Linked DNA regions of Mus musculus: regions 1, 2 and 4 are each linked to region 3. The links are chromatin contacts, called in public HiCAR-type and promoter capture Hi-C maps. All regions are on one chromosome and are shown on one strand. Each heading gives the region's core, a stretch centred on a gene start, on an enhancer-like site or on the middle of the called end of the contact. The rest is flanking DNA. Distances are from core to core; before and after follow the strand shown. Region 1 holds the start of Pcm1 (pericentriolar material 1). Region 2 holds the start of AI429214 (expressed sequence AI429214). Region 3 holds the start of Tusc3 (tumor suppressor candidate 3). Region 4 holds the start of Lonrf1 (LON peptidase N-terminal domain and ring finger 1).

The links. Promoter capture Hi-C pulls out the DNA fragments that hold promoters and counts their contacts. HiCAR-type assays count read pairs that join an accessible place to other places.
Region 1: a contact with region 3 is called in a promoter capture Hi-C map of pre-B cells. The contact joins the promoter of Pcm1 here to the promoter of Tusc3 in region 3.
Region 2: a contact with region 3 is called in a HiCAR-type map of astrocytes, with 5 times the contacts expected there. The contact joins the promoter of AI429214 here to the promoter of Tusc3 in region 3. A contact is called at or near these places in 2 of 39 promoter capture datasets (hippocampal neurons and liver) and 1 of 115 datasets of contacts at active chromatin or transcription factors (astrocytes).
Region 4: a contact with region 3 is called in a HiCAR-type map of astrocytes, with 6 times the contacts expected there. The contact joins the promoter of Lonrf1 here to the promoter of Tusc3 in region 3. A contact is called at or near these places in 2 of 39 promoter capture datasets (hippocampal neurons and liver) and 2 of 115 datasets of contacts at active chromatin or transcription factors (astrocytes and embryonic forebrain).

Annotation. Positions count from the first base shown.
Region 1 is chr8:41,237,441-41,243,154 of GRCm38.p6, forward strand. Pcm1 (pericentriolar material 1) reads left to right here and starts at 2,319. Exons shown (of 38, transcript NM_023662.3): 1 at 2,319-2,523.
Region 2 is chr8:36,989,707-36,995,292 of GRCm38.p6, forward strand. It overlaps AI429214 (expressed sequence AI429214), which reads left to right and starts at 3,869. Exons shown (of 1, transcript NM_001039220.3): 1 at 3,869-5,586. The coding sequence starts at 3,994. The coding sequence ends at 4,875. All of the region lies in intron 2 of G630064G18Rik (RIKEN cDNA G630064G18 gene), which reads right to left.
Region 3 is chr8:39,001,897-39,007,162 of GRCm38.p6, forward strand. Tusc3 (tumor suppressor candidate 3) reads left to right here and starts at 3,949. Exons shown (of 10, transcript NM_030254.4): 1 at 3,949-4,304. The coding sequence starts at 4,167.
Region 4 is chr8:36,247,247-36,252,310 of GRCm38.p6, forward strand. Lonrf1 (LON peptidase N-terminal domain and ring finger 1) reads right to left here and starts at 2,113. Exons shown (of 12, transcript NM_001081150.2): 1 at 1,321-2,113. The coding sequence starts at 2,008. It overlaps Gm35712 (a long non-coding RNA gene), which reads left to right and starts at 660. Exons shown (of 4, transcript XR_870368.3): 1 at 660-813.

The DNA.
Region 1 (5,714 bases), core at 1,069-3,568, 2.2 Mb after region 3:
CCCCACATGAATCTCTACTTCCACCAGCCTGGTTTCTGTGCTGGCCAGTGCTAATTCGGAATGTACTATGTATTCCTGGCATAACCCATCTCCTTCCAATCAGCCTGCCATTCATACTCCTGAGTATTTCAACAAATATGTTCAATATGTCTCCTAAATGCCAAATATTGAAAATCAGTTCCCATATGTATTTTAATACCCAACCTCTTTGTTTCCCACATTTTTACAGATGGCTGTACCATATTTCATCTTCCATAGAAGTCCTAGAGCTACTATTATTTTTGAGATAATATAGCCCTACTCCCCCTGTCCCAACTACTAAAGTGCTTTCTGCCCATATCATTTATTTTGTCATAATCAGGTATTATTAATACCAAACTGATTCATTTCCTAAGGTATTGTATGTCTTTATATATACAAGCTACATTTTTGGAAGTCAGGATAATTTTACAGCATCTCAGGCTTCCCCCACTCCCCATATTTCCCTAAAAGACCAGTGATGCTTGAGGAAAGTTATTTAAAAATATGCAGTATTTTTATTCTTTGCAATTTTCATGTCACGTATTTTGATCATATTCACATACCTCAACTCTTTTTCATAGGTTCTCCAAGATTCACCCTGCACTTCTCCCAAAATGAAAGAGAATCATATCCTCTTAAAACACACACACACACACACACACACACAGAGACACACACACACACACACACACACACACACACACACACACACAGACAGAGAGACACAGAGAGTTCTGTGTAAGCAACTTAGTCACACACACACACACACACACACGAGAGAGAGAGAGAGAGAGAGAGGGAGAGAGAGAGAGAGAGAGAGAGATCTGTGTAGGCAACTTAGTGAGACTCAGATCCAAATGAAAAATAGAGGCCTAAAGATTATAGGTCAGTAGTAGAGTACTTGCCTAGCATGTCATGTCGAAAAGCCCTAGGTTCAATATCCACTACCCGGCTGGGTGTGTAGCTCAGTTGACAGAATGTTTGCCTAGCATGCATGAAACCCTGGGTTTGATTTCCAGCAGTGTACTGATTCATTTCCTTAAGGTATCGTATGTTTTTATGTATACAAGCTACATTGAGGTGGAATGCTACACTTCAGCATTCCACAAGCAGAAGGATCTGAAGTCAGAGATTTGAGGCCAGCCTGAGATACAAGAGACGTTGCCTCAGAAACAGGATAAAAACGAATACAGAAGGCTATGGACACAGTAGTAAATTGCCCTGGGCAGGAAGAGTTTAGTTGATAGGAACCGTGGTGCTCTGAGAGAGTTGTAGTATTTTGTTTTGTAAACAATTTGTTGGTAATTGTGTGGAGCAATTTATTGTGGAAAAACAGAAACCTATTCTTTCTCAATTACATTATTTTACATTTAAAAAAATCCTATTTTAGACATTTAGAAGCTGTCTAAAAACAGAATGTGTATGCATGCAACTAAAATCGACAGGTAGTCTTAACTTCGGAGCCTGGCATATTGAAAGCCTTGCAACTTAAAAAAAAAAAGTTTTGTTTTGTGCTGTTTTTATGACACTATTTATCCATTTATTAACCTTAACACAGCCGTTAGCAAGAATATAAATTAAACAGGATTTCAAAGACTATCCGTTCAGCGAAAATTTCACAAGATTAAACTCTGTTTACAACTACTTCTTTCTACCAACAAAGTAGCGGGACAGCGTTCCAAGTGGCAATGACCACTGACAATCTTATTTATGATTCTTCCACCGACTAAGCACACATGACATACTGATTTAATATCCTTGCTAAAATTAGGGGTTAGATTGTAAAGGCTCATCAGTATCCTTCGTGATAGGAAAGTGGGTAGGAATGCACTACAAGGGTTCCCAGTCTTCCGGTCTCCATCTGGAAGCTCATGCCTCCACAGAAAATTAGAAAGCGCCCGGAGACTTGCAGTGAGCTAAAGCACTTATAAACCCCACAGGCCTCAAGCCTTAAAAAACACAGCGGAGCCATCTGGCAGGCGCACAGCACACTGGGATTTGTAGTTCCGTTTCTTTTGGCTACCCAGTTGAGTGGGCATTCTGGGATGTGTAGTTCCCAGGTTGTTCGTCTGCACAAATCTTTTCCTGACTAGAGGGGCGGTACGTGACTCCACGGAAGGCCCGAGCGTCACGTGACTCAGGTCACCGCACGCCCGGAGTTCGCACTGCGGCTCCAGCCCCGGCGAGTTCTCGCCCCCGCGCAGCCGTTGCCGAGGAGACCGCGCTCGTCTCGCGGAGCGTTGCGCCCCCCCCCCCCTCTGCAGTTCCCCCGCCCCCCACTCTTCTCCCACCACAATGAGGTCCTAAGATGGCGGTGGCTGCGGCGGTTGGCGCCTAGTTAGCTAATGTAGAGAAGGCGGCCATTGGGGCTTTGGGCAGTCGAGGGGGATTTGTGGGCCTCCCTTCCGCGGTCTTGGAGGAAGAACCGCTGCCGGCGGCGGCTCCTGGAGGGGCGGCCGACCGCCACTCGGCCCTTGGCAGGAGGGGCGGCTTCGTTTCCAGGTAACGCGGCCCTGGGCCACCGCGGGCCGGAGCACAGGGTGGTTCGAGGCGGGCGCGGCGCTGGAAGCGGCCTGGGGCCACGCCTGCCCGTTTTAACTCTGAGGTCCCATGGCTGCGCGATCCTTCCCCACCCCCAGGCTGTCATCGGCTCCTCTCGGCGCCGACTGACACGCTAGCTCTGGCGAGCGTCTGGGACGACGCTGGCTGGCGCCTCCACGATCTTGGGGCGTCCCATGTGAGGACCGCTCGCCCGGTGCTGGAGATTTCACCCCCCTCCAGGGTGGAGGGGAAGGTTGCCTTGTAGTTCGGGGTGATGAGTTCCGAAAGAAACTGGCCTTGGCGGCCCGAGGCCCCGGGGACCGCCATCCCTCCCAGCCCACCCGCCGAATTCCATCCTGGGAGGGGTCCCGGGCGGCCCGGATCCTCCTGGGTGCAGAGAGTCTGTGGCCCGGGAGTTTTCTGCGGTCCCTTTTATTCTTGGAGCAGGAAGGCCCCTGGAGGCGTTCCTGACTCCTGCTAGTAGGTTCTTTTCGCTAAGAAAATGTTAATTTAATAATCCTTCTCCGCGCTCCTCCCACTGCCCCTTCTTCACCCCTTCGGGAAGATCCAGTTTCTTTACATCTAGAATGGGTGGTGGGGGGGCGAGGGGGAGACTGGGGATGGGTGGGTGGGAGGGAAGCGAGATGTCCAGTGGGATTCTGGCAGCCTGGCTTGCTTTGCAGAGACTGCTGTTAAGGATTAGGTGTTCGGCCCCCCTGTGGGGGCGTCTGCGTGAACCAACTTTTCCTCTCGCGCTAGCCTGGTCCAAACCCAAAACAAAACACAAAACGTTTTTTTCCTCCCCTTTCTTTCATGGCGGTATTAGGATTGGTGTGGGAACTACGGGTGACAGATCGTGCTTTGGCGCTTAGAAGAAGCGGGCTTTCTGGGTGCCCCTACCGCCTCCTACCCCCGCCCCATAACCGCTTTCCAGACCCCGCCTTCGGTGTTCTCTGGTTACTAGAGCCGGTGTTCAAGAGCTTTTTGTGCACCTGCTTCTGCCTTTTCCCTATCACCTTCCTGGTCAGGGCCACTGGCTGGCGTCGTTAATACCGAATTTCGCACTTGAAGGTACACCTCGGTAAATGTAGTTAAAAAAAAAAAAAGAATTCTCATGCCTAAAGCTTTTTTAAAAAATAAGAGAGTAACAAGTTCTTGAATAGTTTGAGTAACAGGGATTTAATGACTTAATCAGGAGAGTACATTTTCTTCAAGGGTCTTTAGATGGCAGCTGCGGGCTATTTTCATTATATTCCAAAGTGAGTGTTAACACCCAAAGCGTTTGGAAGGATCTTAGAGACTTGGGGTATCTAAACGTCTTTGTTAATGTAAATTGAGTTTAAAATTATTTATAAATTACATATTTTTAATTATCTGAAACGATAGGTCATAAATTTAGTGCTTTCTTTCTAAGTATAAAGTGTAAGAATTTACTGGGTTTTTAAAATTTTAATAAGCAGACAGTTGCTTTGAACCGTGGAACAGAAAGGTATTTCTGAAATGGGGAAAATTTGTTTTTGACACCTTAGTGTGTTAGTTTCATATGTATTAAAGTTGGGAACACTTTATACTGGGCTATGCTGTCTAAAAGCTGGTGCAGGGTTGAAGGGTCTATTTAGTAAGCACACACTTTGGGTGTGCAGCCTTCTGACCTGCCATTTTGGTGTATCTTCATCCTTTGAGAGCTGTGCCGCTCCTACTAGCTAAATAAGATGATTTATACAGTAGTACTTTCTGGGAGTCCCTTGTCTTTAATTTTTTTTTTTAAACTCATTTGAGTTTGAATTGTCATAAGACAATTATTTGGGTAGCTTCAATTTCCAAGTCCATTTCTCTCAAGTTATGGCCTTCCACATTCTTTATCTGGCTTTATCTTTCTTTCATGATCTTTTCTGCTTGCTTAAATTTGTTATACCAACAACTGACAGGCATTGATTTAGTTATCTGAAATTACTTCGAACGTTAGTAGCCTTGCCATATTGGGATGTAAGTTCAGTTAAAGTTAAAAGAAGTCATGAAGGCTGTCTAGAAGATAAATGGCTAGGGCTAGCTTATTGATCGAGTAGTTGCCTAGCATGTATTATTGTTCTGCATTTGCTCTCCAACACCAAATAAACAGAAATGATGGTGGATGCTTGTAAAAATCCCCTCATTAGGGATATAGACGCGGGAGGTTTAAGGTCCCCCCCCACCCCCGACCTGGGATGCATGAAATGCTGTATAAAAATGAAGAAATATAATGGCTAAAGGATGAGAATAGAAGAGATTTTGTTTAAAATATTTTAGAAGTAATTGCTCTTTAGTGTGTATGTATGTATGTGTGCATCATGCATGCGTCTCTCTTCAGAAGGAATCTGAAGTTACTTCTCCCATGCTGTTTTAAGAAAAGCCAGGCAAGTGACATATACCTGTAGTCCCAGGAGTTGGGTAGCTGAGACAGTAGGATCAGGAATTTGGGGCTAGCCTGTCCTATAGAGCCAGACACAGTCTTGAAAAAAAAAAAATCATACACACACACACACACATTAATTGTGTGTTTTGTCTGCATGTATGTATGTGCACTATTTCTTTGCCTGGTTCCAGCAGAACTCAGATGAGGGTGTCAGATTCCCTGGGACTGTTAAAGAGGGTTGTGATCAAACTGTGGGTGCGGGGGGGGGGGACGGACGGACGGGGGACCTGGGTGAGTTCAGTCTCTCTTTTGTGTTTGAAACAGGGTCTCATATACCCCATATAGGCTGGCCTCTAGTTCAGTGTGTAGTTGAGGAAAACCTTGATTTATTTGTGCCCACTTCCCAAGCACTGTGAGTTCAGGTGTATGCCACCATGACCTGCTAGAAATCCTATTTTAAAAGTTGTTTAATTCTTGCTTTCTGTGAAAGCAAACATATTTAAACTCCCTTATGAGGACTAGAAGTGAGACTTATGCAGGACTACAGACCGGTAGTTGATTTATATCTCAATTACAGTTCTGCTCTTGTTTTTTTATGCTGGCAGGTTATAACAAAACAATAGGCAAAATGGAACTTAGAAAAAAATCAAATGTGAGTGTTTAATGCCAAATGATTGCATTGTATTGCATTGTGGCTGGCATTTTGTGAGATGAAAAAGAATTACACTTATAAAATAATTTTACTAAAAGGAAAAATTAG
Region 2 (5,586 bases), core at 2,619-5,118, 2.0 Mb before region 3:
GAACATCTGACACTTTTGGTTGGAGAGCTTTCATTAATCTACACATTTCTCTAAAAGTCTAATTATCCATCCGCTTATACATACGAAAATTTTGCAATTGTATTTCAGAGGCTAACTTTGTTTGATGCCTATCATCTTGACTTATATATCTAATGTCCAACCATTTCTAAACAATGAGAAGTTGTCTGTGTACTCTACCAATCTGGACAAAGACAAATATCTAATTTAGAAAATGAGGACTCTTTTAAGTTCAAAGATAATTGGCTTATCCTTTCAGGTAATTACAGATGCAATTAGGAAGACAACAGAATTAGAAATGAAGGGAGCGGGACGAGTAGCTGGTGCACAGCTTGTTGTTCAAAGGCTGGAGAACTCGGATTCAACAGCCAACACCCAAACACAACCAAATCTGCCTTGAGGGGCCTAAAAAGAAGTGGTCATTTGCACATAATGTGATTGTATATCTGAAAATTCACAGGAAAAAAATCAATAGGAAAAAAACTGTTACAGATAGCATGGCCAGCTGAGAAAACAAAGGAGATGGAACAAGATGGTTTGTACCCGGGTTTGAAGGGTGCTTCCATGTGTCTCACTGTTAAAATTCGGAGGACTGTGCACCAGCAAAAGGGAAGCCAGTTAAACAAGACACTTTCAATACAATCAAAATCTACTACAATCTAAGAACGGTTGGGAAAGGACTGAAAATTTTTCATACAAAATGAATCCCTTTAAAGGCACAAACAACATACGTGAGTAAGGCAAACTGACAGAACACTTAGGACTCATGTCACAGAAAAATGAACAGTATTTTCAACACAGAAAGTGTTGTTTGAGTGCTTTGAAATAATTGAAAGTAACGATGAAGGTGTTATAATAAAATAGATAAAAGAAATGAATAGGCAGTGCACACTGAAAATAAATCTAAATGATCCTTATTTATATAAAAATCTGTTCCACTTCGCTAATAACAAAAGAGGTTCAATTTTACATTACAAAAGATATAATTTCAGATATATCAGCAAAGACCCACAAATATGAATAAATGGCCCATAAATCACGCTCTCCGAACAGGCAGTTTTATATAGTTTCTGGCTGAAATGTCAAAGGTATACTCCTTACCCAGGGCAGCTGGAAACCCACATGCATCTTTACTCTGTGCTACAGTAATCTCACTAGTGGGAATTATCTTCAATACATGTCTCCCGAGACACAAAGAATAAGTAGAAACTGCCCATTCAAACATAGTACATTCTTATAACAGGATACCGTGCAGTTACTGAGAGAAACCAGGGAGGATACCTGAACGTTGATTCAGGGTAACACACACAATATATTTTTAAAAGGGAAACAGTCTAAAAAGTATGTAGCAATGTATACTGGTTTATCTTTCCAATACCAAACTAGACGATAAATTATAATATTTGAAATTATCTCTAGTGAAGCTAGTGGATATGGACAGTATGCAAATGTGGGTGACAGATACCATGTGTGTAATGCCTGGGAAACATGGCTTTACTGTATATTTCCTATTTAAGAAGGAGAAAGAGGGAAAGGGGAGAGACAGAGGGTGAAATTTAACATTTACTGAATATTTGCCTGAGGAAGACTGACAAATATAGGACTGTCTGGAATACCACATATTATCAATTTAATGACTTTCTGTAGCCACTCAGATAAGAACTTGTAAGGAGATGACATTAACACAAAGAAGTGAAAATGTAATACTAAGAGTTGTTTGCATAAACTAGAAGAAAGGATTCTGAAATTTGTAGATATATGTTAGCTTAAGTATAAATAATTTGTAATACAATTGTTGAGACACTGAAATGCTATCATTATACTCTCTGGGAAGTATATACATATTTTCTGTCAATTCCATGGTTTGTTTGTTTTTTTTAATCCTAATTAAAAACAAGAACTGTTGAATGTGACTTCCCGTGTTTTTCTCCTGTGAATCCCGGTTGAACATACATTTAGACGAGCCAGTGGAAGTAATCTGTGTCTCTCACTTTTGTATGAAAAGAATTTGGGATCCAATGGGAAGATGGGACTCCCTCCTCCTCTTCCCCTCCATGCTTTCTGACCATGCCACTCTCTTGAAACATTCAATTAATAAAAAAGTGATCTGCGGCGTTCTTCTTGCTCACACTTTTCTTCCCATCCTCTAAGAAGCACCGCATGTCTTTTGCCAGTGCTCCACAATGTCTTCACCTCTGCACACTAAGCACTAATGACTCTCAGGTATGGGAGTCAGTAGATGCATTTGACCTTTAGTTTACAGACAAGAAACAAATAGGGACTTGGGTTTTAAACAAAGACACCATGAAATTCCACCCTGCAGTACACTTGAAATGTCGACAGTGATTCACATAAATCACAGCTTCTATTTTCAAGTCCAAACTTTGACTTCTATCCTCATGAATATTATCTGAACATGATAGTATGCTGCAGCTATTTTTCTTCTTAAACAGCAGTTACTAGAATGTTAAACTGTCCACAGTATCTCGCTACTTTTATGAAAAGAAAATTGATTAATTTCCTATTCATATTTTTTGGTCACAGATGAAGCTATTTTTAAAAAACAGATAAACTTACAGTGCTAAAAGATAGAAGTTGGATGAGCCTGGGTATTAGCACATGGACGTTATTAGAGGATGTACTTTAAAGACACATTCCTTGTTGGGGGTGGGGAGAAAAATGAATTATATGGAAATATGAATGGGAGCATGAGGGAGGATTTTGAAACAATTTAGAATAAAAACACGAATCCTGCTGGAAATCCCTTAGATCCACAATTGTCTTTCTGCTTTCTTTAATTTGGCCGAAATGAGGAAGTTGGAAAGTTCTTATCTTTAAAGGAAGGCTGACCAAATTTCTCAGATTATCTTTGAATATTTCAGACCATTGACCTTGGCAAAGTAAGGGAGTGGGTGAGGACACACAAGGATGAGTCGGCAGTGTCGGAAGGGATGCAGGGAAGGAAGACAAAGTGCATTTGAGAGTCCAGTGTGTGTGTGTGTGTGTGTGTGTGTGCGCGCGCGCGCGCGCGCGCTTTAGGGTCATCATCAGGATTTTCAACATGTGCCTTTATATGGCATTTGGGTCTGAGGCAATGTCTTTTAAAAGCCCCGTATTAGAGGGATGTATCATTGGGTAAGGGCTTGAGTTTGAAATTAAATAGGAGGATACTTAGACTTTCTTAAAGTGGAATTACTCATGTCACAAAACCCACTGTCCCTTTGTAAGTGGTATTAAGCACACTAACAGATTTCTTGAGCAGGCTGCATCTTTAGGCTTTATCCTCAGAGACTCAGATATACAGAATGCAGGAAATGCACCCGAACCCTCCGTGTAAAGCATCTTGTAGGTGGTAATAGCCATACAGCACAACATCTAGAGATGAAGGTATGGATCTGGCAGTTGGAAGGGACAGCACCTAACACTGTGGTTTTGAGGAATCTGCGAGGGTTTTCAGGAGCCTTGAGAGACTGTGGAGAGACCTTAGAGAATATTGTGAGTATTTCCATTTTTATTCTAAGGCAAATCTACAAACAGCTTCTCCCTTGGCTCTAAAACAGGTATGTATTACTGGGGACTTCAGATAGCACTTTTTGTGGAAATTTTGCGGCAAGACGCGTTATCTCTTTTGTCAAGTGCCATCTGTCTGTCTCCATGGGACTTACGTATGCTCAACACCTGGTCTGACCTGAAAGGTTTGCGACCTTTTCCCTTGAATTACACACAGCAGCCTGAGGGCTGAATTAAAAGCTGTTGAACGGGCTCCTGCAAGAGACAGGAAAGGGGCGGGATACCGGAGACCACTCACTGCGCATGACCGGCCCGCGTTGCCATGTCAACCAGGAAAGGCATACCCGGAAGAAGAAGCTCGCGGCACTCAACTACACCAAAGATTGTGCCCTGTCGGCTCCTCTTTACTGGTTCCAGACCCATTTTTGACCAGAGCAAAGCAGATGAGGAACTGAGTCCGAGACAATGGGGTGGCCACCTGCTCAGAAGCCGGAGGACTCAAAAGAAGAGCACGGAGGCCCGGCCCAGACGGACGTCTGTGCTACTCAAGTTTCAGAAGAGTTCCCCGGGTCCTGTGCAGATGAGGTACTGAGTTCTGGTTCCATCAGCTTCTCTGGAGAATTACAATCCTATTCACACACCTCTGAGAGCCCAGTCGAGACCAAAACGCCGACTACAAGTTCGGAAGAGCAAGACGAGCAGTCAGAACTTTCACTCTTACAGAAGGATGAAAATAAGCTGAGTGAAATGTGGATCAACCATCTCAAGAGCAAAGAAATTCATTCTGAAAGATCTCAACCCGACCGTAGACTCCCACCAGAAATCCCTAAGGAATCCGCAGAAGAACTGGATGCCCTGCAGTCTTTTTGTACTAAAAAAGTAAACTTGATTCACCAGAGACAGGATTTAAGAGCTAAGAAAAGCAACAGACCCAAAAGGCTGCAGCTCAGATGGATTGCAGAGACCTCAGAGGTAGATGCTTTCAATTGTACGATCCCTGATGAACTGTGGAACAGAATCTATTTGGAAAACACGAGAGCGACTCTGGCGTACATAGGGGCGATTACGCAACACATTTCTTCGCAGTGTCCCAGCTGTAATAGCAAAAGAGCAGAGCTGGCTCAGTCTGACTTCCTGAGACGAAGGAAAACTTTACTGCAGTCACTACTACTCCAAGAGAAAATAGATGAACACCTTCATACCACAGACTTTCTCACCCGTGTTGGAGAAGCACATCAGGGCTTCCCCAGGCTTTCAGATGATCCTAGGATCATCTGGAAGCGACTGACTGAGAAAATGCTGAAGGGAAGCTCCGGCTTTGGGCGGGCATATTCAAAGCAGGTGTAGGAAGACTGTACAAGTCTTTTTAATGATTCTCAACTCACACGTCCAACCAGATAGGAGGTGCTGACTACTAATGATGATATGTACTATGCCCAACCAGGGGATGGTGACTATTGGTGATTAGTGATAACATGTGTTGTGCATACATGTACCTGGTGTGGATTTGAGTAATTACCATCTCATATAGAGGAAATTTAGAAACTAATGTAAGATTTACTTCTGCTTCCTTCACTGAAGTCTAAATCATTAAATCCAATAGATTTTTCACATTATGGAAGACAATTGGAGAAATTGCAAAACTTTTGTAATCTAGGGGAATATATATATATATATATATATATATATATATATATATATATATATGTATGTATATGTGTGTGTGTGTGGTATTCTCTCTATACACACACACACATATGAATGATGGTAGTTTGGAGTGGTGGTGGACAGTACAGAGAGAAAGAAGTAAACAGATATAAGATAGTTAGGAAGCAGCGATGAGGGCTGGTTTTGGTGATAAAGAGGCTGTGGAGACTAACTTTGAAAAGGCACTAGGATTTTGACTTGTGTACCTGTGTACTCGACTGAATAGTAATTTCCTTAAGACAGAATTCTATTTAGTTTCTGTCAACTTGACAAAAACTAGAGTCACTTGTGGAGAGGAAACCTCAACTGAGAAATTGCCTTTCTCCACCGGTCTCCAGGCATTTCTGAGGG
Region 3 (5,266 bases), core at 2,699-5,198:
AGAGCTATGAGTTTTCCTCTTAGAAATGCTTTTGTTGTGTTCCATTAGTTTGGGTATGTTGTGGCTTCATTTTCATTAAACTCTAAGAAGTCCTTAATTTCTTTCTTTATTCCTTCCTTGACCAAGGTATCATTGAGAAGAGTGTGGTTCAGTTTCCATGTGAATGTTGACTTTCCATTATTTATGTTGTTATTGAAGATCAGCCTTAGTCCATGGTGGTCTGATAGGATGTATGGGACAATTTCAATATTTTTGTATCTGTTGAGGCTTGTTTTGTGACCAATTATATGGTCAATTTTGGAGAAGGTCCCATGAAGTCCTGAGAAGAAGGTATATCCTTTTGTTTTAGGATAAAATGTTTTGTAGATATCTGTTAGATGCATTTTTTTCATAACTTCTGTTAATTTCACTGTGTACTTGTTTAGTTTCTATTTCCATGGTCTGTCCATTGATGAAAGTGGTGTTTTGAAGTCTCCATTATTGTATGAGGTACAATGTGTGCTTTGGGCTTTACTAAAGTTTCTTACATGAATGTGGCTGCCCTTGTATTTGGAGCATAGATATTCAGAATTGAGATTTCCTCTTGGAAGATTTTACCTTTGATGTGTATGAAGTGCCCCTCCTTGTCTTTTTTTGATGACTTTGGGTTGGAAGTTGATTTTATTAGATATTGGGATGGCTACTCCAGCTTGTTTCTTCATACTATTTGCTTGGAAAATTGTTTTCCAGCCTTTCATTCTGAGGTACTGTCTGTCTTTTTCCCTGAGGTGGGTTTCCTGTAAGCAGCAGAATGTTGGGTCCTGTTTCTGTAGGCAGTCTGTTAGTCTATGTCTTTTGAATGGGGAGTTGGGTCCATTGATATTAAGAGATATTAAGAAGAAGTAATTGTTGCTTCCTATTATTTTTGTTGTTAAAGTTGGCATTCTGTTTTTCTGGCTGTCTTTTTTTAGGTTTGTTGAAGGATTTACTTTCTTGCTTTTTCTAGGGCCTGGTTTCTCTCCTTGTATTGGTATTTTTCTGTTATTATCCTTTGAAGAGCTGGATTCGTGGAAAGATAATGCGTGAATTTGGTTTTGTCAAGGAATACTTTGGTTTCTCCATCTATGGTAATTTAAAGTTTGGCTGGACATAGTAGTCTGGGCTGGCATTTCTGTTCTCTTAGTGTCTGTGTAATATCTGTACAGGATCTTCTGGCTTTCATAGTCTCTGGTGAAAAATCTGGTGTAATTCTGATAGGCCTGCCTTTATATGTTACTTGACCTTTTTCCCTTACTGCTTTTAATATTCTTTCTTTATTTAGTGCATTTGTTGTTCTGATTAATATGTGTCGGGAGGAATTTCTTTTCTGGTCCAGTCTATTTAGAGTTCTGTAGGCTTCTTGTATGTTCATGGGCATCTCTTTTTTTAGGTTTGGGAAGTTTTCTTCTATAATTTTGTTGAAGATATTTGCTGGCCCTTTAAGTTGAAAATCTTCATTCTCATCTGCTCCTATTATCCGTAGGTTTGGTCTTCTCATTATGTCCTGGATTTCCTGGATGTTTTGAGTTAGGATCTTTTTGCATTTTGTATTTTCTTTTATTGTTGTGCTGATGTTCTCTATGGAATCTTCTGCACCTGAGATTCTCTCTTCTCTATCTCTTGTATTCTGTTTCTGATGCTCGCATCTGTGGTTCCAGATTTCTTTCCTAGGGTTTCTATCTCCAGCTTTGTATCACTTTGGGTTTTCTTTATTGTGTCCACTTCCCTTTTTAGGCCTAGTATGGTTTTGTTCATTTCCATCATCTTTTTGGATGTGTTTTCCTCTTTTTCGTTAAGGACTTGGAACTCTTTAGCAGTGTTCTCCTGTATTTCTGATTCTGTTAGCCTCTAACAGCAGACCTGGTAGACTAGCTCTCTCCTGAGTTTCAGTGGTTAGAGCACTCTCTGCAGGCAAGCTCTCCTCTTGCAGAGAAGGTGCACAGATATATATTGTTCGGATTTGCCTCCTGGCTGAAGACAAAGGCTGTAAACAGGGCCTGTCCCAGAAACTGTGAGCTTCTGTAGTCCACACTCTCACCTCTGCAGACTAGTCTTGGTGGGATCTGGGAAGGAAGATGGCTCCTGTGGATGCTAAGGCAAAGCCCTCCTGGGTGGGGTGGACACCTCTCCTCTGGCAGGGACGGTGTCCCGATGCCTGGAGCCTGTGCAGACTAGTCTTGGGAGGATCCGGGAACCAAGATGTCTCCGGCAGATGCTCTGGCAAAGGCCTCCAAGGCCAGGCAGATACCTGTCCTCTGGCAGTGAAGGTGCCCAGATCAGTTTTCTTTAAAGAAGTGTGCTCAGTACAGGTATGATGGGTATATGTTTATATTTCCAGTATCTGGAAGGTAATGGCAAGAGAATGATGATTTAAGGTAGTCTTTGTTATATCCAGGATTATAGTGTGAGACCCTGTCTAAAAACCAAAATGGAAAAAAAAAAAAAAACAGAAAACAGAAAACCATAAACTAACTTATATGAACATAATGTTCAGATAATTTTGGGAAACAAAAAACCTGAGAATCATAAAAGAGTTGTTTTATGATCTCCTTTAAAAAACTGTTAAGAGATGGATCAGTGGCTAAGAGCACAGGCTGCTCTTCTAGAAGACCTGAGTTAAATTGCTAGCATTTTCACATGATGGCTTACAACCATCTGTAACTCCAGTTCTAGGTGCTTAGATACCCTCTGCTGGCCTCTGTAGACACCAGGTGTGCATTTCGTACACATATGCAGGCAAACACTCATATACATACAATAAGAATAAATAAAACTTTAAATAAGGTGATGTAGCATGTGCATGGATACAGGGCTGAACTGCCAAAGTTTGAATTGCTGCTTCATCTTTTTCTAGCTGTACCACATAAATATTGAGTGTTAATGTGTCTATGAAATGTTTACTAAAATTTCCTGTGGTTGTGGAACAACTTTTTTTTTTCATCCTACACTATGCCAAATCAGCAGTATTTATTACTTTTGTATGGAAACTGGCTTTGCCATATCATAGCCTAGTTGCTACAGGTCACATAGAATGTTGTGATCACTACATCAAAAATCACAAGATTGAAACTGCTGTCAGATGCCATCTGTGAGCACTGTTTGACTCTCATGTGACTTATTAGCTATGCCCCTGCACTTTTGTGACCTTTTGTCATGTCTAGCATTTAACTATTGTTTCTCATATTTACAATATTGTCTAATATCTCCCCACTACAAGTATTTGTTGGTTAGCAAAGTGAATTATTTCAATGTGAATATTTGCTTTATAATGGATTCCTTAATAATTATATATATATATACATAAATATATATGGGTGTGTGTATAATTTATGCAGTTAAAAGTACTTTCAATGTCTTTAGGTTTTTCATCAGACTATCAAAGGTGTTTATCGTACAAGAGAAAAAAATCTTTAGGTAGAGGAAACAATGCAGTTACAAGATGCCTTTATTACGCTCTATTCATTTTTGAATAGAAAAATGTTGTTAGTTTCTAGAGCAATGCTGCTAACTTCATGAATAGTGAATGAATAGCTTCTAGCCAGGTTGGCTTCTAAGGGCCCTGATGGGAGGTGGAAGAAACCCCGGGGCAAAGTGTAGAACACTCATGTACATCCAGGCAACTATGTTGTGTTTCAAGTGTGGTAAGGACCTCAAGAGAATACATATAGGGGTCCCTAGCAACTTATTAAAGTGATGGGAACCTTCTGGTGCAAGAAGGCAGCGGGATGTCCTCCTGATCCAGATGGCAGGTTGGCTCAACGGGCTCATTGCACACTCCTGTGCCCTGTGTGCTTAGTGGGCAGCCCAGCGTTGGGTCAGAGGTGAAAGCAAGGGGTTACTTCTTGATGCTTGCACACAGGAAGCCCCGGAGAGAGCAGCGGAGACGCGCGCGCACAGAGCCGCTTTCTCGCCACGCCCACTTCCTGCTCCATCCCGCGCCATTCTTGTCCCTCTCCTGGTGAACCGGATGCGCTGTCAGTCTCCTCCTCCTCCGCGTCCTTAGCCTCCACCCAGCTCCCTGGAGAAGCCGCTGCCACCCCGAGGCCTTGGCCAGGAGAGGCTGCTGGCGACTGGCCTGGCGGGCGCGGGCACGGTAGGAGCTGGGCGCGCACGGCTACCGCGCGTGGAGGAGACACAGCCCTGCGGCCATGAGTGCCAGGGCCGCTCCTTCACGCCGGAGACAGGCGGGCCGCCGGTTGCGCTACCTGCCTACTGGTAGCTTTCCCTTCCTCCTCTTGCTGCTGCTGCTCTGCATCCAGCTCGGGGGCGGACAGAAGAAAAAGGAGGTAGGCTGGATCCCTCGGGCGGTCGCCTCCGGGCGGGGGAGGGCTGGAGTTTGTCGCGTTGCTAGGAAGCCCCGCCGCGTTGCTAGGCAGCGGGGACGTGGGCGCCCCGGGGGCGGGAGCTACGTGGGCGGGAGCGGGTTGGGCGTGTCCCTTGGGCGCCACGGGTTGTGAGTGCTGAGGGTGACCCTACTCCTACATCCTGAAAGTGTGAGCTGAAGTCTGAAAGCTGGTGCTTCTGAGACCCTAGCTGTGCTGTGTGCCTCAGGTGTAGGCCGGACTTTGGATGCTGGTGTTCCTAAAGGGCTTGCTGGGTGTGAAAATACCCTAAGGGGAGTACTTGCAAGCACAGAGGAACTATTTACCCATTATTCTGCTCTTCTTTATGTTAAGACGTCACATTGAGCGTGTTATTCATTCTGTATTCCTAATAATACCCTTGTAGAACTAACTGAATGCTTATGTCTGTGTTCAACCTCAGTGTGTGATCAAGAGAACAGTCGCATTTTTATTTTTAGCTTTTACACTATGCATATTTATTTGGGAAGTTTGGGTCACCTGATTTCAATTTCAACCTATCTCTAGGGCCAAGGCTGAGATTTGACGAATCTAAGTGGGTGGTAGAATAATTCGAGCTCAGTTGTGCAGAATTAATCTGGTCTGTTCGCTTCACAAAAGCATTTGCTTTGGAATTGAGTAGGATTTTTAATTGTAGACCAGTTTGGTAAGAGTATTTTGTTTATACGGTTGAAGATGGGTTTTTCTGTTGAAATTACACAAGTCACGAGGCTCATAAAAAAGAATCTGGTTCAGTTTATTATCAGAATTTCTTATCAGTAGGGTAGGGAGTGAGTGAGCGCACATTGTAATCATTTTCCTTCATTAATTAAAAAGAAATGAAATGTTAATGTGTGTGATTTGTGCACCACTTGGGTAGGTGTCCTAGGAGGAATCTGATCCCCTGG
Region 4 (5,064 bases), core at 863-3,362, 2.8 Mb before region 3:
ATATCCAGAGTCACCCCCAGCAGAACTGTGGACTCCAAAGTGTTCTGGGTTTGTCATCTTAGTTTATTACTGCTTGCTCATGAAGCTTCTGGGAGACAATGAAAACATGCCAGAAAGATATTCCTGAAGCTACTGTCACTTGCTCAGGATGACTAAAAGAGTCAAGATAATAATTTCAGTTACAAGATTATAACTTATCTAATACTTAAATCAGTTAAAAATTCCCAATGTCAATGATTTCATATAAGTAATTTCTCGTGGTAGGCAGCAGACATAAAGCATGGCCAACATCAGGTGACCAACTATGTATGATAAAGTTGACATTTGGGCCTGATCAGTCTTTCACATAGGCGGCTGTGAGCCTAGGAATGTTTAGTGACATCCTTGGAAGGGCCACCAGATGTCTGTACTGACAGGACTCCTAAAAGAGGTGGCCATTCGAAGATGTCTCTACGTGCTTTTCTAGATAAGGTCCCCTCCCCAGTCAGTAGAGAACAACCACATTCCAGGATCTAAAGAGGAACTCTCGGGTTTACTAAGTTTACATGGCCCTCTTCCCCCTACCCCCCAGCTTAAAAACCAACTTAAGCTCTAAGCAGGAGACGGGACCAAGCTGCTGTTTCTTGGATATGAAAATATAAACAAAAGACCTACAAAGCTTCCCCTCACAGGTCTACTGTGAGCAAGGCAAACTCCTCACACAGGCTACTTCTCTACCAACACCAGGGGTACAAGGGAGCAGCACAGAGGGCGGAGGAAGCAGGATATGAGACAGGCAGGTGGAGGAGGTTCCAGGAGCAAGAGATCCTGCAGGTAAGAAGAGGTGACCACCTCGGGGGCAGCCGGCCACCAACTCGGAGTTGGGCCGTCGCTGGGCCTCCCGATGCCGGTGCCCGCGCCGGGCTCCCGCCACGCCCACTGAACGTCACCCGTTACACAACGCCCCCCCACCCAGCTTATGCAATTCTGCCCTCCCGCGGCTTCTAATTGCCCCGGTGACTTTAGTGCACGACCAAGGTAGACACGGTATCCCCCGAGCTCCCGCCAAGCCCGGGGATGCTCGCCCCCACCCCGGCTGGGGCTCCCGGCCAGAGTACTGAGGGAAGCCTGCGGCCCCCACCCACCCCGCGCCCAAGCTCCGCGGCCCCAGGTCCCCGCTGGGCGCGCGCACGAGGGAACCTCGCATCCGCGCCCCTCCCCGCGCCGCGTCACTTGCAGCTCCCAGGCGATCCCCACCGTGACCGAAGCACCCCGGGGCGCCGCCCCCTCCCACACTCGTGATCCCCGCTCGCCCGGCCCCACACCGCAGCCCCGCATCACCTGCTCGCAGGGCGTCGCAGGCGGCGGCCAGGGCCTCCCGGTAGCGCCCTTCGTGCAGCAGTTCCCCGAGGCGGCCGGCCGCCCGCGCGCGCTCGCGCTGGCCCGGGAACCACTTCTCCGCCAGGTGGTTGAGCACGACGCTGGTTCGGAAGTCGGCGATGGCGGCGGCCAGGGGCGGCGGCCGCGGGGTCCCCTCCGAGGCGGCGGCGGCGGGTGGCAGGCGGTCCCGGCACAGGCGGCAGCGGGCGCGCAGCTCCCTCCGTAGGCAACGGCGGCAGTAGCTGTGGCCGCACGGCACGGTCACCGGCTCGCTTAGGAAGCCCCGGCAGCTCAGGCAGCTGAGCAGCCCGGCCGCGCCCGCCGCGGGTGCCGCGCTCCAGCGCAGCCCGTGGCGGAGCCGGTAGCTGAACACCAGGCAGTCCACTAGCGACCCGAGGCGCTCGGGCCTGGCCGGGGCCCCGCGGCGCAGCGCAGCCGCGAACGCCTCCAGCGCTCCCTTCAGGTGGCCGCCCAGCGCCAGCAGCTCTCCGCGGCGGAGCAGAAGCTCCCAGCGCCCCGACTCCGCGCCCGCGCGCTCCAACCGCTCGCCGCCGCCGCCCACTTCCCACGGCCCGTTCCGGCTCCGCGGTCCGCCGGACGCCTCCCGATTCCCGCCCGGGGACGCCCTCGCCACGGCCGGAGAAGACATGGCCCGCACAGGGCTGCTCTGCCGCCGCCGCCCGCCGCCACGGTCCGGGAACCTCCGGGGCGCGCGGCTCCGCACGCGGCCGGCGAGCAGGGGGGCGTGGCGCGCGGACATGGCGGGGCGGCGCGCGCCCGGGGAGCCCCTGGGGGCGGGGCCTACAGAGGAGGGGCGAGGCTTAGCGAGGCGGAGCGGGGCGGGCCTTGGCTTCTGCGCCCGGCCTCCCGACATGCGGCCGGCCTCCTAGTTCACCAGAGCTGGCCGGCTGGTCCCGCCCTTTCTGAGCCCCTCCTGGAGAGGGACGTGAGATCAGATGATCCCCAGCGGGGATCTAATTGGCTTCTCTGACGAGGAGGGCTTGGCTCGTGACTGAACAAAGCCCGAAGTCTCCTGGGCGGCCTTCGAGCTGACACCTCTTGTAACCGAGGTCCATCCCCAGGCCTATAACTTGGGCGCTGTGCAGTTCGTATGTGCACCAGCAGTGCTGTGACCCCAAACCTGCAGCACCTGAGTAGGTACTCCGACTCCTCCTGGCCATAGAAAGGAAACTTTGGGTGGGTCTAGATGCCCTGGGTTACGGCCGGCCAGAACAGGCAAAGGGATTGTGAATGCACGGTGTGATTACTTTGAGACTTAAAACTGAAATCTGCCAACTTTATACACACACACATTCCACGTCCAGAGACCACTTCCTTTGGTTAGTGCTGACTTGTGATAAAGTTTATTAAGAGTTCAAACGAAGAAATGAACTGTCCAAAAGAAGCCCGATACTTTGTGAGTGACCTTTAAATTTTAATTTAAAAAGTGCAATACACCAACCCCCCCCATTAAACTATTAAATAAACAAAGCACACCTTAGAGAGTGAAAGTCTCCAGGTTCCTCAGATGGGCTCCACAACCTTCATACACACGAACCCACAGTTGCTTAAAGGTTTTTAAATGAGAATATAGAAGAAAAACATTTTCCCTGTGGCAGAAACCAGATCACTACAATGCAAGCATTCCGCAGCTTTGTCGACTGAAGACAGTTTGGCTCGTATGTAATGGATTCTAGTTCCTTTAAATGTGACAGCATCCAGTTTAATATTCTCAATGGAAATATTTATAGGTTTGATTACAGAGTACTGGGTGGAAAATGTAGGAAGAGATTTAAGGCTTTTGGTTCTTTTTCAAATACTTGGTAACAGGAAAGGAAATATATTTGTCTGAAATCATACAGTCAGTATTACAAAGAGATTTTAAGATCTTCTCACGGTGATAATATCGTATATAATGTTTAATCAACAGTTATCTTTCTTCAATTTTTTTTACACGAGGTCTGCAAACACACGAGATCCTGCTTACACAGAACAGGTGACAAAGGTTTGAAAGCGTCTTTCTGCTACACAATAAGCAAACCTCAGAAAAGAAAGAGGGCACAGGAACAAAGGGCTAGAGAAAGAAGAGTTGACTTAAAAACAAAAGCAAAATCCCGGGCTCCTGTTCCAGACAGTCCGGAAGCAAGGTGCAGCCAGGCAGGGAGCACCTCCTTCTCATCTGGGGAGCACGGAGAATTGGTTATGAGGAGAACCTTAAATCTAAGTTACATGGGCAATGGTGTTTACCTTGTATGTGTAGCTTTGGAATCAAGCCTGGGTCCTCCTGTCTTCTAGGCAAGCCCCCAAGCATGGAACCATAGCCAAGGCAGAACAATGATGTGAGTTAGATGCGGAGACACTCACTGGAGACTTAAAAAAATCTAACCAGTATAATGCATTCACGCGTGCACACACATATGGGTGTGTGCGAGTGCACATGCACACACACACACACACACACACACACACATACACGATTCACTTGCATGCTTCATTCTTGCCATGTGTGCGACCACAAACACATGCACACACACACATGCACATGCACACGCACACACGCACATGCACACACAGGCACACTCACATACACACACACACACACACACACACACACTATTCACTTGCACACTTCATTCTTGCCCAGGCAGTTTCCAGACTGTGCCCTAGCAAACATTTCATGAACTGCATTCATGATTAGACAAAGTATAATAATAAATTGGTAAACAAATAGGTCTTCTCAGTTACAGTTTCAAATCAGGTTTGTTATGAGATTTCTCTCTAAAGAAAAACGCGTGTCTCAGAAAATGAGATGAGGAATCGCCTTGTCCTTTGCAGTCTTTTTCCCTACTGACTATGACAAATACACCCGAATCTGGCATGGAATGAAGTGACACAGTTATGACAAAATAAGGAGGGAGGGGATGGTAGGAGGAACTGTGTCCTGCTCTCCATGGCATTTGTAAATGGTTATAATTCATGTTTGCTGGTTTATACATTTACATAACCTGTTCTCTCTCATTTATGTAACTTATTTATGTAAGAGGCTGTATTTCCACTGTGGCCTTTGTATGCAGCACAACTTCCCCCGATGAATCAGGAAGTCTCAGCACTGTAATCGCTAGCATTGTAATAGGTCACTCTTCTGTCTCTCTGTGCCACTAGAAAGGGTATGCCCTTTGATGCAACTGCCTCTTAAATTCAAGGGAGAGAGAAATTAGTACCTTCATTCATTTTCTAAAACTTAGCCTTTGGTCTCTGACTCATCCAGCAGGCTGGGAGGAAAAAAGAGGGCGTCCTGCAAGCCAGCCTCTGGGCAGGAGGTGCCTGACAGGCTTCAAGGGCTCTCTCCTTTCTTCCTGTAGCATCACTGCCTTTTGTCATTCTTTGCTAATGAAGTAGTAAAATCAGGAGGTTTGTATTTCGTTTCAGCCTTTCTTTTTTTTTTTTTTTTTTTAGTGTTGTCTTCTAAAATAGATCAGTTATGTAAGAGAGTCAGAAGAAAAGCGTATCTGTTTCCTAATTTGGAAAATGCTTATCACCATCATTCCCTGCTTATCCCTCCTGCCCACTGCCGCACCCCATGCCTTGTCCTGATATAGCTAGACTGTTAAGAATAACATTGACACAATGGTTTGCTTGCACACTACGCAGGAGGACATTTGAACCTCCTATTTGTACAGTCAGTGAACTTAGCATTTGTTTTCC